Linked DNA regions of Mus musculus: region 1 is linked to region 2. A link is a contact called in public promoter capture Hi-C data. All regions are on one chromosome and are shown on one strand. The core of a region is the stretch at or near the end of the contact, and the rest is flanking DNA. Distances in the headings are between cores, read along the strand shown.

Evidence for each region. Promoter capture Hi-C pulls out the DNA fragments that hold promoters and counts their contacts.
Region 1: a contact with region 2 is called in a promoter capture Hi-C map of embryonic stem cells, with 3 times the contacts expected there. The contact joins the enhancer-like site here to the promoter of Cyp2d22 in region 2. A contact is called at or near these places in 3 of 39 promoter capture datasets (all in embryonic stem cells), 1 of 115 datasets of contacts at active chromatin or transcription factors (forebrain) and 1 of 9 other capture datasets (embryonic stem cells).

The regions. Positions count from the first base shown.
Region 1 is chr15:82,807,528-82,814,476 of GRCm38.p6, forward strand. It overlaps Tcf20 (transcription factor 20), which reads right to left. Exons shown (of 5, transcript NM_013836.3): 5 at 1,095-2,260. The coding sequence ends at 2,243. Among named protein-coding and RNA genes, the nearest start is that of Cyp2d26, 17 kb to the left of the region's middle. Within about 2 kb of position 2,249, at least 6 of the 459 cell types and tissues checked have an H3K27ac peak or open chromatin away from gene starts, as enhancers often do. A contact at or near this core is called in embryonic stem cells, where this site is marked.
Region 2 is chr15:82,377,192-82,384,256 of GRCm38.p6, forward strand. Cyp2d22 (cytochrome P450, family 2, subfamily d, polypeptide 22) reads right to left here and starts at 3,069. Exons shown (of 10, transcript NM_019823.4): 1 at 2,887-3,069.

The DNA.
Region 1 (6,949 bases), core at 999-3,498, 430 kb after region 2:
TGAACCTAAAACTGCTTTCACAAAACCTATTACAACACACATGCACTGACCTTATAAACTGCAGGAACTGAAAGGCAGAGACAGCCACGGCACTGCCCAAGTCAGGAAACTGCCATCAAGAGGAACTGAATAGGGTCACTGCCCACTCAAGTCATTTCTGAATCTCATCAATAAAGCTGTGCTCAGGTCCCACCAGCAAATGGAATGGGAACAAAAGAACAAAAGGGAAAGTGACGAACATCGGCTGTCAGGAAAATATTTTCCTCAAGACACCCATTCTTCAAGTTTTATGGCTTAGTCCATGACACCTGAAATCTATCAATTTCATTTTAACCGTGTTAATCCAGGTTACCAACAAGAGACGCTAACCAGTTCAAAAGCCATCATTTCTATTCAGGTCTTGTCCAGCTGTCTGAGCACGGTCCCACAGCTGACACAGCACACAGCTCAACACTCATAAACCATCCACATGGGTGTGGTGAGAAATGGACCACACTGCTTGGTATACCCATAGAGCAAAATTAACCTGCCATTTCTGCAACCCCAAATTGATGAGCACATTAGAACTGATTTATAATTGCTTACTTCCAACTCAAAGGAGTATTTAAAATATTTGTTTTCTTTAAAAAAAATCCATTAACATTACATTATACTTTTACAATCCTCAAAAATCAATGCTGATTCAGAATATGTCCTCAAGTCAACTGCAGAAAGTCAGAATGGGCCCCACAGGAGGCAAAGAACCCTGGGGTTTGGTTTCAGGCTCTGCTGGCAAGGACCACCTTGCCTTCCAGAGGAAAAGGAACAAAGGGATTGGGACTGATGGTAGCCCCCTGGGGAATAGAGCCAAAGACTTCCTGGGAGGGCCATTCTGGAGAAGGAAGAGACACATTCACTTAAGAGTAAATGAAAAAGGACACAAGGTTAAAATGAAGTTTATTACGGTTTTGTTTTTTTTTTAATTTTTTTGATTTTTGTTTTTTTAAATAAAACTGTTTGTAAAACAGCTATTTTATCCCCACGGCAGAGTGACCCCTGAAAGATGCACATATCCCTTCTTAAGGCCTTAACAAGATTTTTTTTGTACTTTTTTCTTTTTTTAAAACTCATATTTAAAAATTATACAATTTACAAATCAAAACAATACAACATAAAGAATCACATAGCATGGGCAACATATCTGACAAGTCCCCTTTCCACTCTAAAAAATAAAAGCAATAGAGAAGTGTTAAAGTGGCTGGCTCTGGTCAGCTTAGTGCACCCACATGGCTCACGCCACAGTTCTCTCCTAGACTCTGCTTGTTTCAGCAGCAGAGGCCTGGGCCTCCATGGTTTCCATGGATGCTGTGGGTCCCCACAAGGGTACCAACTACATGGAATGTGCCAAGGAAAGAGGGCGCCAGAGATAAGCCATTCCTTGGGTACACCTACTGCTGTGGGGCTACTCTACATACTTGGTGGGGCCACAGTGATCCAGGATACAGCCATGATGTTGGGGCATCTGCCAATTTCACCACTACCACCCCACCCCCCGCAAAAAAAAAAAAAAAGGAGGGAAAAAATAAAAATAAATAAATAGTGTTTCTGGAAAGAAAAAAATTTATTTGTGTTTAAACATCATTCCCCACACTTTTGAAAATGACCATCCCCATTCTGTCCCCCTCCCTCAAACTTCCCCTGTGAGACAGATTCTAACCAAGGGAAGGGTGGTTGTCATTTGTCTACTCTTTCAGTCCAGGGTCTAGTGTTCACTGAATTGTGAGACAGGCTAAAGATCAAAGCCACACCCCATCCTTTATGAGATGAGTTTGTTCAGTTCAATTTCACATTTAAATTTCATTGTCATTGGAACAAATTTTGAATTAACTAGATAATTTTAAAATAGAATCAAAAGGGATAGCGCACCTTTCATTTAAACAAAGTCTTTCCAGACTAAAAATAGATTTATATATATATATTTTTTATCCCTCCCTTTTAACTCCCCGTTTCCCCATCAGCCCTCCCCTCCCCCCTCCCCCACATTGTCACTATGGAGATTGTGTCCATGGAAACAGCCATTCCAACATCTTGTATCTTTCTTTTCCTGTGGTGTCACCAGTTTGAGTGTGATGTGAGAACATAGGAAGGAAGTGCTGGCATGGGCAGGCGCAGCGCAGCGGGGGGTGCAGGGCAGGGCAGGGCAGAGTGGGGTGTGGTTGCACAGCAGGAGGATTCCATTCCGTCACGTGTGTCCTCCACCTTCTCATCTCCACAGTCTCACCTGGAAAACAAACAGTAGGCACTGGGTGCTTCCAAGTTCCATATGGTCTCAGCACAGCTGTTGTAGCAATGGGAGAATGTGGCTTTCAACAGGGATCTTATACTCAGACCTTTCTGTAGATGGCTGCTGATTTTGAACACATTCAAGCTCAATGCCTCCACTATCTTGTGGCTTTGGACCCACTGGTTAAGGCATTAGTGATACAAGAGAATGGGCCTTACAGGGAAGGGGCCAAAACAGGAGAGTATTCCTTGACCTCCATGACTGGGCCCTGTTTGAGAGTTTGTGTATGAATCTTGCCAGCATAGTAAGGTCTGTGGTTGGCTCAATAACTTGTAGCAAGGCTCAGTCCTCAAAGTAGCTAAGAGTATTCTATTGTTACTGAAACCTAGAGCACCTACCCAAATTGTGGAAGGATCACATCACAACTATTCTCTAGTTGAGTCTGTTCTTCATGCAAATAAGACTTTTCAGAACCTATGGTGGGGAGGTGGGATAGGCCTAGCCCATTTTCTGAGGCTTGCATAGAGCTGGGAGTTTTAATTCTATTAGTTCTTCAGGAACCTGAGGTACTCAAGAGGCTCTGGGGCTTCTCTCATCTATCATTTCTGGTTTCAGGAAGTTACTCTTATGACCCATGTAGGGCAAATAGACAGTTTGTTCAAGAGACTGAGGAGTGTTTCATGGTCTGTCTTATTTATATGAGAAGGGTTCAGGAAGACACAATAGTTTCCAAGGAATCAGTCCATAAAAATTACACCAAAAGTCACTGTTGATGGCAAGTTGCTCTCATCCTTGCTTTCTGCCAATATCTGCACTTTCTGCATCTATCTGTTTTGGGTGTTCTCTTTGTCTCTTCCTCAAACCTCTCCTGCTATCACCACCAACAGACAAACTTCAGGAAAAAACAGGCCTCTGTGTAATAACTGCTTCCACAAAGCTTATCAACAAGCACCAGCTGGGAAGGCTGGTGTGTGTCCCGGAGTGGAGAATGCACCATTCAGAAGCATATATACATATATACATATATATACATATACACATCTGCCCTTGCTAAGTGCTTTACAAAAACACCAACAAGGAGGAAGACACTTTGCAGAGACAGCAGTGTATATACAACAACCTAGACTCCAGCTCTGGGAATGTAGGTGTCTTATGATGGTGCTAAGGTACCTTAAAATCCATCTTCAAGATGAAGCAGCTCATGTTCTTCAGGAGGCGACACTTGCAGAGACTGTGTTTCATTGCATGAAACATGGCTCAGAGGAGGTAGCTAGGCCTCAGGCCTATGTCAAGTAAGTTCTCTGTCATTCCAACCTGATGAGGGTTAATATCTTCTTTAAATCTCACGACATGTGGATGTTTATCACTAAGAACGGTTTGTGAAGAGGGTAGCTCAGTAGAAAGAGCTGTCGCCTGGCATTTGGGTTCTATCTTCACAACCACAAAACAATAAGCTTCTTGATGTTCAGCAGGTAGATAGAGCGCTGGGTTTCGTTCTGATGTCCCCAACATACCCTGTGGCCTGAACCTGAGAAGGTTCCCTTTGTATCCTTCTATTCCAAACACTCAACCTGACTCTCTCAACAGCAACAGGCATTACCCAGCTCAACTATGCCAGGATTCAGAGGCAGTCTCCTCTCTGAAGCTCACATGTGATCTCTACATAAAGTGGAAGAGTTCTCCGAGAGAGATCTAATTCTGACTCCGTATCAACTTAACTTTCAGAGGAGTAATCCCAGTAGCACCCCCTGGATGAACCTAGGGTTGGAGTGACACTCATCTGTGGATGGGCCATCTGCTGCCCCAGAGGGAACTGGGAGGATGCCATCCCTTTACTTTCCATGGCTGTTCTGTGTAGGGCATGTGGGTAGGTGCTATTCCTAGCATCCAGGACAGAGCATCACTTCAAATAATGGTTTCTGTTCCCTGTCTACTGCATCTCAGGATCTAGCAGAGAAGCTATGGTCCCTATCCACACCTGCAATCTAGCCCGAGAATAACAATCTTAGTATCACTGAGCTACCGTGATGCTTTCTCATCCCCAGAAATGGGAGGTGGTCTACTGGGCAACTGTTCAAAGACTTTACTTTTCTTATCCTCTTAGCCTGGTGGTGACAAGTGCATAACCCCCACATGCCAGAGAGCATCTTCTGTCCTCTAGCTCTGGCACGTTCTGCTAGACAGAGCAGTTGTAGCTCTCAGAAACACTGAGCTGGACAGCAGCAGCAGCATGCTTAGTATTTGCTGAGGCCTCATCAAATCCTCATTGAGTTCATCACTATTCTTTCTTTACAAAAGAAACAGAAGCATAGAGATACTAAGTAGTTTTAACCTCAGTTTCAAAGCCCCTTCCTCACCATTCTGTGTGAGAAAGTGGGGTACCAGTAGATCAGGACACACATATGGACACTCACTGTCCCTTTCCTGCCTTGTGTAGGTCCCTGTTAATGGTGGCTCTCGATCTGATCCTGAGTATGAGTGTTCCTTGAGGACAGGACAGTGGTATGATTCTGTCTCTGACCATAAGGTTTCAGCAAATACTTGGCACTTGAAGGATACTGACTGACCTCAATGTAACAGCTGAACAGACAACCCAAGAAAAAAAATTTACATTTACATTTCTTTTTTTGTGGGAAGAGTCTATAAAAAGAATATTCCAGACATTAAGACTGGATACTAGCTCTGTCCTTTTATTCAATAGGTAACTGCTACAACCTCAACAGACTTGAGGCCCACTCCACACAAGGGTCAGGCCTCCTATGACCAGATACCAGCCCGGGAAGTACAGAATACAACTCACTGTTCTGCTCAGGGTCTGGGGCTGGAGCTGGAAGAACCCAAGAATAAGTAGGATGACAACCAAGGTCCCAAACACATGAGTTACCAAGGTCTGGATTCCAAAAGTCAGGCTACAATTAAAGACAAAACCAAGTTCCACCTCAGCCAAGCCTTCAAGGACACTTACTTCAAGAATATGTCTCATGACCTGCTTAGAGTTTGACTCTAACCACTGGGCCAACTTAAAGAGACAACGACATAGAAACTGCAGATTCTACTTAGGTGGCATTCAAGTCCATTAGTTCCACTGAAGGCCAATGTAAATAGTTCTCCAAAACATACACACAGATATGCTTGTGTGTGTGTGTGTGTGTGTGTGTGTGTGTGTGTGTGTGTGTGTGTGTGTGTGAGAGAGAGAGAGAGAGAGAGAGAAAGAGAGAGAGAGAGATCACCACTTTGTACAGCTTGTACAAACCAGCAACTTCTAAAACTGCAGAGCTGACAACGCCTTGTCAGTCCATTAGTCTTCATGTTAGGTAGGACCTTGTGCCCCAAGAGCAAGTAGGTGGTTTTCATGAACCTTTCACAAGAGGCAGGCAAAGACAAAAAGCACTATAACAAAGCACCCTGCATCCCTTCTAGGGAGCCCACATCTGAATCCAGACCTATGGCACAGCAAGGTGCAAGCAGCCTTCTCTGAAGTCAGTAAATGAACTACCAATTAAACAAACATTTTCATGGAGGAGGAAAGCCAAATACTCTGAGATGGATTCAACTGTTTTTCAAATTTATGATTTTTTTCCAGAAAATGACAATAAAAAACCTCCTAGATTTTAGTCTAACCAGGGAAGAGGGCAAACCCAACAGAGAATGAGCCTGTTGTGGCTGTAGGAACAGAGGACCCTATTTAGAGAATTATCCCTCAGAGACAGCTAGTACCTCTGCCCACTGGAGCAACAAGGCCTCTGGCCATGTAAGTTCCATTCTCTTCAGCCTACTTTTTCTCATCCTTCAGTGACATGCAGGGCAGAGAGGACAAAGCAAGCTTCCAGACCCCGTCTCCACTAAGCTGCATTCTTATGGCTGTGAGCACACCCATCACAGTTTAATACCTTGACACCATTAAGAATATAGTGAAACTGGATGATGAAAGTCCAGTAAATCTCATTTGCCTTGTTTTTTTTGTTGCCTTTTTTTTTTTGGGGGGGGGGTGCTGAGACAGGGTTTCTCTGTGTAGCCCTGGCTGTCCTGGAACTCACTCTGTAGACCAGGCTGGCCTCGAACTCAGAAATCCGCCTGCCTCTGTCTCCCAAGTGCTGGGATTAAAGGTGCGCGCCACCACTGCCTGGCTTGCTTTTAAAAAAAAAAAAAAAAAAAAAAAAAAAGAATTCTTCACAATACTGGAGTGAGATTACAAATAATAAAATTTGGAAAATATTCTGTTTGTTTTTTCTTTTCAAAAACAAACGAACAAACATAGTATATAAGCCTTACCAAAATTTAAGGATTTTTGTTTGTTTGTTTGTTTTGTTTTTAAAGTGACCACTGGTTAGGTTCCACTAAGGCAAGAGTCAAAAGACCAGGCTCCTGGCAGAAGATTCCCACCCACAGGGTTGTCTTAGAAGCTCTGCCTTTAGGACCATCACTCATAGGCTCATTTGTCAGCTCTTCACTAAGGGCTAACTTTAGAAAAGTTGTCCTGACTCCAATTGGCAGTGGATAGTTAGTTCTGAAGCCTTCTTGCAGACATTCAGGAAGCTAAATAACAAAATAAAAAGCTGTTCTGTTATTGCTTTATTAATCCACATGACTAAAAGCTGGTGGTGCAGCCTAGAGCCATTAGGAGGCCAGAGGCCAGATACACACGGAGCTGGGTGAGGAGGTGGTGGGAGCTCAGCAGGCCCCAAC
Region 2 (7,065 bases), core at 1,819-4,318:
CCTCCAAATGATGAAGCTGTCTTTCTTACTTCACTTCTCACCGCCCCCCCCAAATTATAACAGATCAGAATTCTTCTGAAATTCAAATCAAGGTGACCCCTGTACTCTGGTCTACGTACGTCACCTGCCTTGGCCTCTTTCTCGTTGAAGGGACCATTCAAACACAGGAAGTAGATCTGGCCTCAAGGGGATTAATGAATATATCACACACACACACACACACACACACACACACACACACACACACACACACACACACAGAGTTTTGACCAAGCACTCACACTCATGAAGCCTCCTTGCTGTCGTAATGCCTGCTGCTATACCACTCGACAGACAGACAGACAGTCAAACAGACAGGGGGCTCATAGCGCTTATAAGTCTGAAACTCCAAGAAGGTGACAAGAAATGTGTTTGGGAAGACGATCCGATATTGCCAAAAGGCTTTCACGAGAAAGATAGGAATGTCGTTGGCCCTCTGAATGTGTTGCATGACCTCCCATTGCTGTGGCTGTGTCTAAAGGCAGAGACACGAGTGCAGTGCCCACAGCAAGCACGGCTCTTCCCCTGACCTGACAGGTCCTCTTCCTTCACCTTCCCAGAGTGGGAAGGTGCCTGCCTTGTCAGAGAGCTCCAGAGTGACAGTGGGGCTGTTTATAGGATCTGTCCACCCTAAATCTCTGTGGCACGGTCCCCAATCCTACTTTTTGACACTAGAGTGTAGCCTGCTAAGTTATAGGACAGGCAGTGAAGAGACCCACCAGGGTCACAGGCTCATTGAGAACTGAGTGAGTGGCTTCCCGGAGTATGCAACCCTGCAGGAGTAGAGGGGAGCCAGGGGCTCCTTCTACTGGGCCGCACTATATTTCCAATGCTCCCCCACCCCTTTCCTGCAAGAAGAGACTACATCTAGGAGAACTCTGATGGGGCAGTGAAGGGGCAGAAGCCTGTGCGGTGTCTTAGAAATAGGAACACTTCCTTTTTGACAATCTGTTTCTGAGAGCACAAGAAACTTCCCAGCATAATCACTGAACAGGCCCTCTTCTGCCCACTTAGTAGGACCACAGTCTTCCGTTGAGTGCCTCCCCACCCCCTGCCAAGAGTTGTCTTCTCACAGCCTGTCAGGACACAGGCAACAGCACAAAGGGCTCAAGACGCTAACTGCCACATTCCCCCCACCAGTATTTTCTGTGAATAAAAAGACGACCCTGCCCGTTGAACAGCATTTCTGACAGTGGAGAGAAATCTCTTAGGACATGCCTCTTCTCTCCCTGCCAGACAGCTGGATAGGATGAGGGGTCGGTGGTTTGTAGCTGAGTAAAAATGTACTTGGACCCAACTGTCTCAAAGTCGTAACCTCTGATTCATCATCAGCGTGAACTTGCGAACTGTGCCCTAGAGCTTAGAAATCACACACGGAACTGGCAGTCTGAAACCGGGCAAGCTATAGCAGTATAAAAGCCTAACACAGAGCACAGAAGCTGGTGACCCACTTTAGTCACTGTCAACACTTGGAAAACATTCCATTCACTTTCTCTTGAAACATTGTGTTCCATTAAGAATTACTCCAAAACCTTTAGTTCAGCTGCTCTGCTGTTCTCCTTGGGAGCCCCAAGGCAACTCTTTCTAGCTCCTTCAGACAGTCCCTGCAGGAAAAACCTCCGACCCTTCACACCCTCAGAGCTGGGGGGTGGGTGGGCAGTAACACTTTCAAAACTTCAGGGCTAAATACACACGGTAGTTTACTTGTAAGCAGCAGGATTGCATCAAGTTCAAGGCCAGCCTGAGCTACGGTATGGAATCTGGTTTAAACCCACGAAACCAACAGCTGGGAAGGAAAGCAAATCTCTAGAATAGTCTGTTAGTTAACATAGGCAAGAACTGTAGGACACTTGGTGCGAGGAATGCTTGGCTGTTTACAGAGAGAATACTCCAGTGTCTGCTGCTGCCCTGACACCCACAAGAACTGGGTGGGCTGCTGGGTAGGGACAGCCATGATAGAGTACAAGGTATTAACTGTACATTCTAGTTGGTGATAGAAAAAAAAAGGGAATTTCTACACTGAACATACAAGGAATTTCACTCCCTTTTTTTCTATCCTTCCTTCCTTCCTTCCTTCCTTCCTTCCTTCCTTCCTTCCTTCCTGTTTTGAGACAGAGTCTCACTATGTAGCTTTGGCTGTTTTGGAACTCACTATGTAGACATGTAGACCAGACTGTCATAGAAACTCACAGAGATCCTCCTGCTCCTGCTTCCCATGTGCTGGGATTTTGTGCCCAGCTCAGTGTAGATTTTTTTTCCTAATTAAATGGGGGTGGATCCTCTAAGCCAATCACTGACAACAACATCCCAGTTCCAGGGGGTGCAGCAGAGTTTGTGAGGTCCAGGGTCCACTCACCGTCCCCACCCTCTTTTCCCCACCTTCGCTGAGCCCCAAAGGGCAAAAAGAGAGGTCTTCGGAGAGAGGTCTGGTTTGCTTAGGTACCGCCTGTCCCTGATAAGGCTAGAATGCACGCCAAAGGGCAGGTTATGCAAAGGTCCAGGGTCAGGCTCCACTCTGCTTACTATAGGACAGAGATTCTCAGCCCTGCGGCCTGGCTACAGGCGGGTTCCCAGGCTCTGTGTCTTAGGGGATGAGCCCTTCAAAACCTGCCCTCTATCAGACTCTAGGAGGTTCTAGCATCTTAGCCTCAGCTTGGGACAATGGAAAACAGTTTACTCGGAGGCCCTTGGAGGTTCCCCTCTGCCCACTCCAGCCCCGCCCAGGGGGAGGGACTGCTACGCTCCAGTGCCAAGGTAGCCCCAGCGCAGGGGTTGGGGTGGGGGCCCGCCTCGCACCCCTTGTACAGCGAATGGGCAGACCCGCAACCCTGCAACCCTTGCCTTTACCGGTGCGTTCTGAAACTCAGCCGAGGAGAGGCAAGAGGTGTCTGGAGCCTCGCAGGAACAGGAGGAGTAGGAGCTCGAGGAAAAAGGGCAACTCAGGAGGATTCACTCTGAGGTGGAGGGGGAGTTGTGAGGAGCAGCAACTCTGAAGAGGAGGGCACGTTCTGACGGGGAGGAGGAAGAGGAGGAGGCGGGAGAGGAATGGGGTTGGGGGGGGGGGGAGAAGAGGAGGCGGGGGAGGAGGGGAAGGAGGCGGAGCAACTCTGAGGAGGATGATACATTCTGGGGAGGAGGCTTCCACTCTGAGCATGAGGGGGACACTCTGAGGAGGCGGATCCACTCCCGGGAGGTGAGACCGATTTGAGGAGGAGGAGGAGGAGGAGGAGGAGGAGGAGGAGGAGGAGGAGGAGGAGGAGGAGGAGGAGGAGGAGGAGGGGGGGCCTTCCTGGGAGGAGGCACTGCAACGAGGAGGCGGGGCTCTGAGTAGGAGGCTTCAGCCCTGACAGGTCCAAGGTCAAAACCTTGCTATCTCCCCCAGCACCCAGAGAGCCCCCTGGGACTTAGCTTGTGCTCCCAGAGGGATTAGGGACCACAGTGAGCGACAGATGGTTCTTGTGGACACTGAAGACAGAGGGAACTGCAGTGAGAATGTAAAAAGCAGTCATTCATTCACCCTTTACACACACGGGGATCATGCTGAGATTAAGAGTTAATTTTTCATCAGTGACCACAGAGACCGGAAGACCACACACAGGATAACACACGCACATCCTGAAGAACATCATCCACATGTTCTTTGTTAAGAATAAAGAAATGTCCTTCGGGAATTAAGTAGTAAGCAGGTCATTTCCAGATAAATGTAGAAGGTCATTGGTGTCAGTGGACTTAGCATACAGGGCGCAGTAGAGGGAGTTCTCCATGCTGAAACGAAGTGATGCTAGCCAGTTAACTCACAGCCATAGAAGAAATGAGCACAGGGCGCAGTAACAACGCGGTAAAAGTGCTAGCGTGCTTCGGGTTGTAAGGCCTTTCTTTTTGTCTGTATGCCTGAAAACCGATGCATAGAACACCAGTTACAAGTCTGTCTTCATGAGTACAAAACATATAAACATGCTATCTGTGGCAAAGATAGTATAGCGGGGAAGGGTGAGAGACTAGACGAGATGTCCTGTGTCTGTATACTACAGAAGGTAACTTGTTATTCAAATAAGGTTTTTGTAAGTTTAAGGTGTTGTTTTATGCCTGGCAGCTCACTGGTCAGCTATCCTGGGATATGTAATGTGGCAGTAACAGCAAGGGAGACCCTGCCTTAACAAGGAGGGAGATGAGAACGGAATCCCAGATGTTGTCCTTTGACCTCTCTAGATGGCATCTCCCCCAACTCCATGTACACACCCTAACAATAAGTTTTAAAAGATGCTGATTTAATCCCCAAAGTAAATAATGGGAATCAAATAAAATAAAAAAAAATAAAACAAATAAAAAAAAATAATAAAACAGAGATGAAAGGAGGGTCAAAGAGGAACACTAAGATACCACTTACACAAGAAGGGCAAGGGGAGGGGAGGGGAAGAGGAAAGGAATGCAGAAATAAAAAGGAAACAGAAGAGGCGATGTATAGCTGTGACATGAACACTTGGATCAACAGTGACTTGGGGGGGGGGAAGGATTGGTTTCAGCTTACACTTCTAGGTCACAGTCCATCATAGGACAGTCATGGCAGAAGCTGAAGCAGGCACCACAGGGGATTGTAGCGTATTTTTGTAAATGTTGCTTTTTGCTTCCTATTTTTTCCTTTATATTCTTACCAATACTTTGTGAGTTCTTTTATCTGTCTCCTCACAATATGTTCTCTGGCTCTCAGCTCAGCTTCTCCTGGCTCAACTGTCACCAACTGTCTTCTCAGTCTGCTAGCCCAATTCACTTTCAACTGTCTCCTATTTTCACTCTTCAAAAATCTCTTCCCCTCTCTAGCCCTGTTCAGTTTTCTTTCCTCCTGCATCAACTGTCTTCTCTGACTCTACTCTTCTGTTTCCTGGACCTTACTTCTTCCTACTCCCCAATCCTAATACTCTCTCTCCCTCCTACAACTACTCTCTCTAGCTCCTTTCTCTCTGCTCTATTGTACTTGAAATCAAGCCTCCCATTCTGCCTAGCCACAATGGTAGCCACATGTCTTCCATTGTTTCTTTTTCTTTCAAACAGTCTGCCACATTAGGTGCCAAATGTAGCTTTTTGTAAGTGCTTCTTTTTGTTCTTTAATTCTTTTTCTTTTATTTTTAACAGCTACTTTGTATGCTAGAAGATCATTCTAAAATACCATCTTCCCTTTGCATAATGAGCCTACTAGGAGGATGAGTAGAAGCCAAATAACTAAAATATAGTCCAGTTTGGGATCTATGCAATCCAAATATGCATATTGGAGTCTCTTTTCTATTAAAGTTAACCCTTTCTCTTGTTTTGTTAGTGTTCATGGACTGTCTAAGTCTGAATTTCCTTGTAATGTTTGAGACAAATTACTTATGAGTAGTTAATCCAATGGTGGACTGTATCCAATTAACGTCTCCCATTGATTTTTGAAAATCATTGAGCTTGCAGCTGATCTCTTCTTATCTGTACCTTTTGTGGCTGACTTTTTGTTGACTTATTTCGTAACCTAGATAATGGATAGAATCTCCTCTCTGTATTTTTACAGAAGCAATCTGCAGATTCCAACAAGATAAAATTCTTTTTGCTTCACCAAACATTTCCTCTAAGGTATCTGTGTCCAAGTCAGCCAATAAAACATCATCCATGTAGTGGTAAAGAACAGATTGAGGAAATTGACTATGAATCATTTCTAGCTGTTGTTGCACAAAATATTGACACAAAGTTGGACTATTTAACAGTCCTTGTGGAAGAACTTTCCACTGATACCTTTTTGTAGGTTGTGCAGATAGGCACTGTGAAGAAAAAAATTTCCATCATCCTGCTCTTGCAAGGAGATAGTAAAAAAGCAGTCTTAAATCAATTATTATCATAGGCCATGCCTCAGGTGGTAAAGAAGGGAAAGGAATTCCAGGCTGTAATGGACCCATTGGTTGGATTACTATATTCTTCACTTTCAAATCTGTTGGCACCCTCCATTTCCCCGATTTCTTTTTTTTATAACAAATATGGGGGAAGTCCCATGGGCTGGTAGACTCTTCTACATGTTGAGCCCCAAGCTGTTCTTGTACCAACTGCTCAAGTACCTCTAATTTTTTTTTCTTTAGTTAAGGGCCACTGTTCTACACACACAAGCTTGTCAGTCAACCATTTTATAGGTAGGTTGTTGGTATAATTTGTGCAGTCCCCCTCACCCCCTATAAATTTGGAAACTCAAGCCCTGTTGCATCCTGATTTTGAACAAGCAGCGACACAGTCTGGGATTGTTCTGGATCACATTTTCAAATACTTTCCACTGAAGCATCTTCCATCTCATCCCTTATTTTAGGGATTGTCTCTGGTATTGAGGGCATATTAATTTCAGTTTCCCACTGCTGTAATAGATCTTGTCCCCATAATTTAGGGGCATGTCAGCCACTTAAGGCCTTAACTTTCTTACTGGCCTTCTAGCTCCACACATTTTAAAAATGGGTTTAGAGCTTTACTGTAGAAATAAAGGGAGAAAGGAGAGAAGGTAGAAAGAGAGAGGCCGGCCATGGCCACGTGGAGGGAGGGAGGGAGGGAGAGAGAGAGAGAGAGAGAGAGAGAGAGAGAGAGAGAGAGAGAGAGAGAGAGAGAGAGAGAAGAAGGCCTAGAGAGTAAGAAAGGTGAGGGCTTAAAGAGCTAGTTCCACACATTTAAGTTATCACACACTTTGTTATATCTGAGATATCTTTCCAGTTCCTAGAAACTGGGTGTAAATCTTTTGAAGTGGCCATTCTGAATTCTAAGTTGGTTTTTTTTTTGTGTGTGTGTGTGAAATGATAGGTACATTACCTCCTGTATCAACCAAACCTTCTATTTCAGTGTCATTCACTTGTAACTTTAATTTTGGCCTCTGATCATTAAGAATTGTTTCCCAGAACACATGATTTCCAGTGTTTACTGGTCTTTCTACTAGAGCAGCTATGCCTTTGATAGAAGGAAGCAGTAACAGCTGAGCAATTCTAACACCTGTGTTAAATTGTATCTCTCTCTCTCTCACCATAAGCAAGT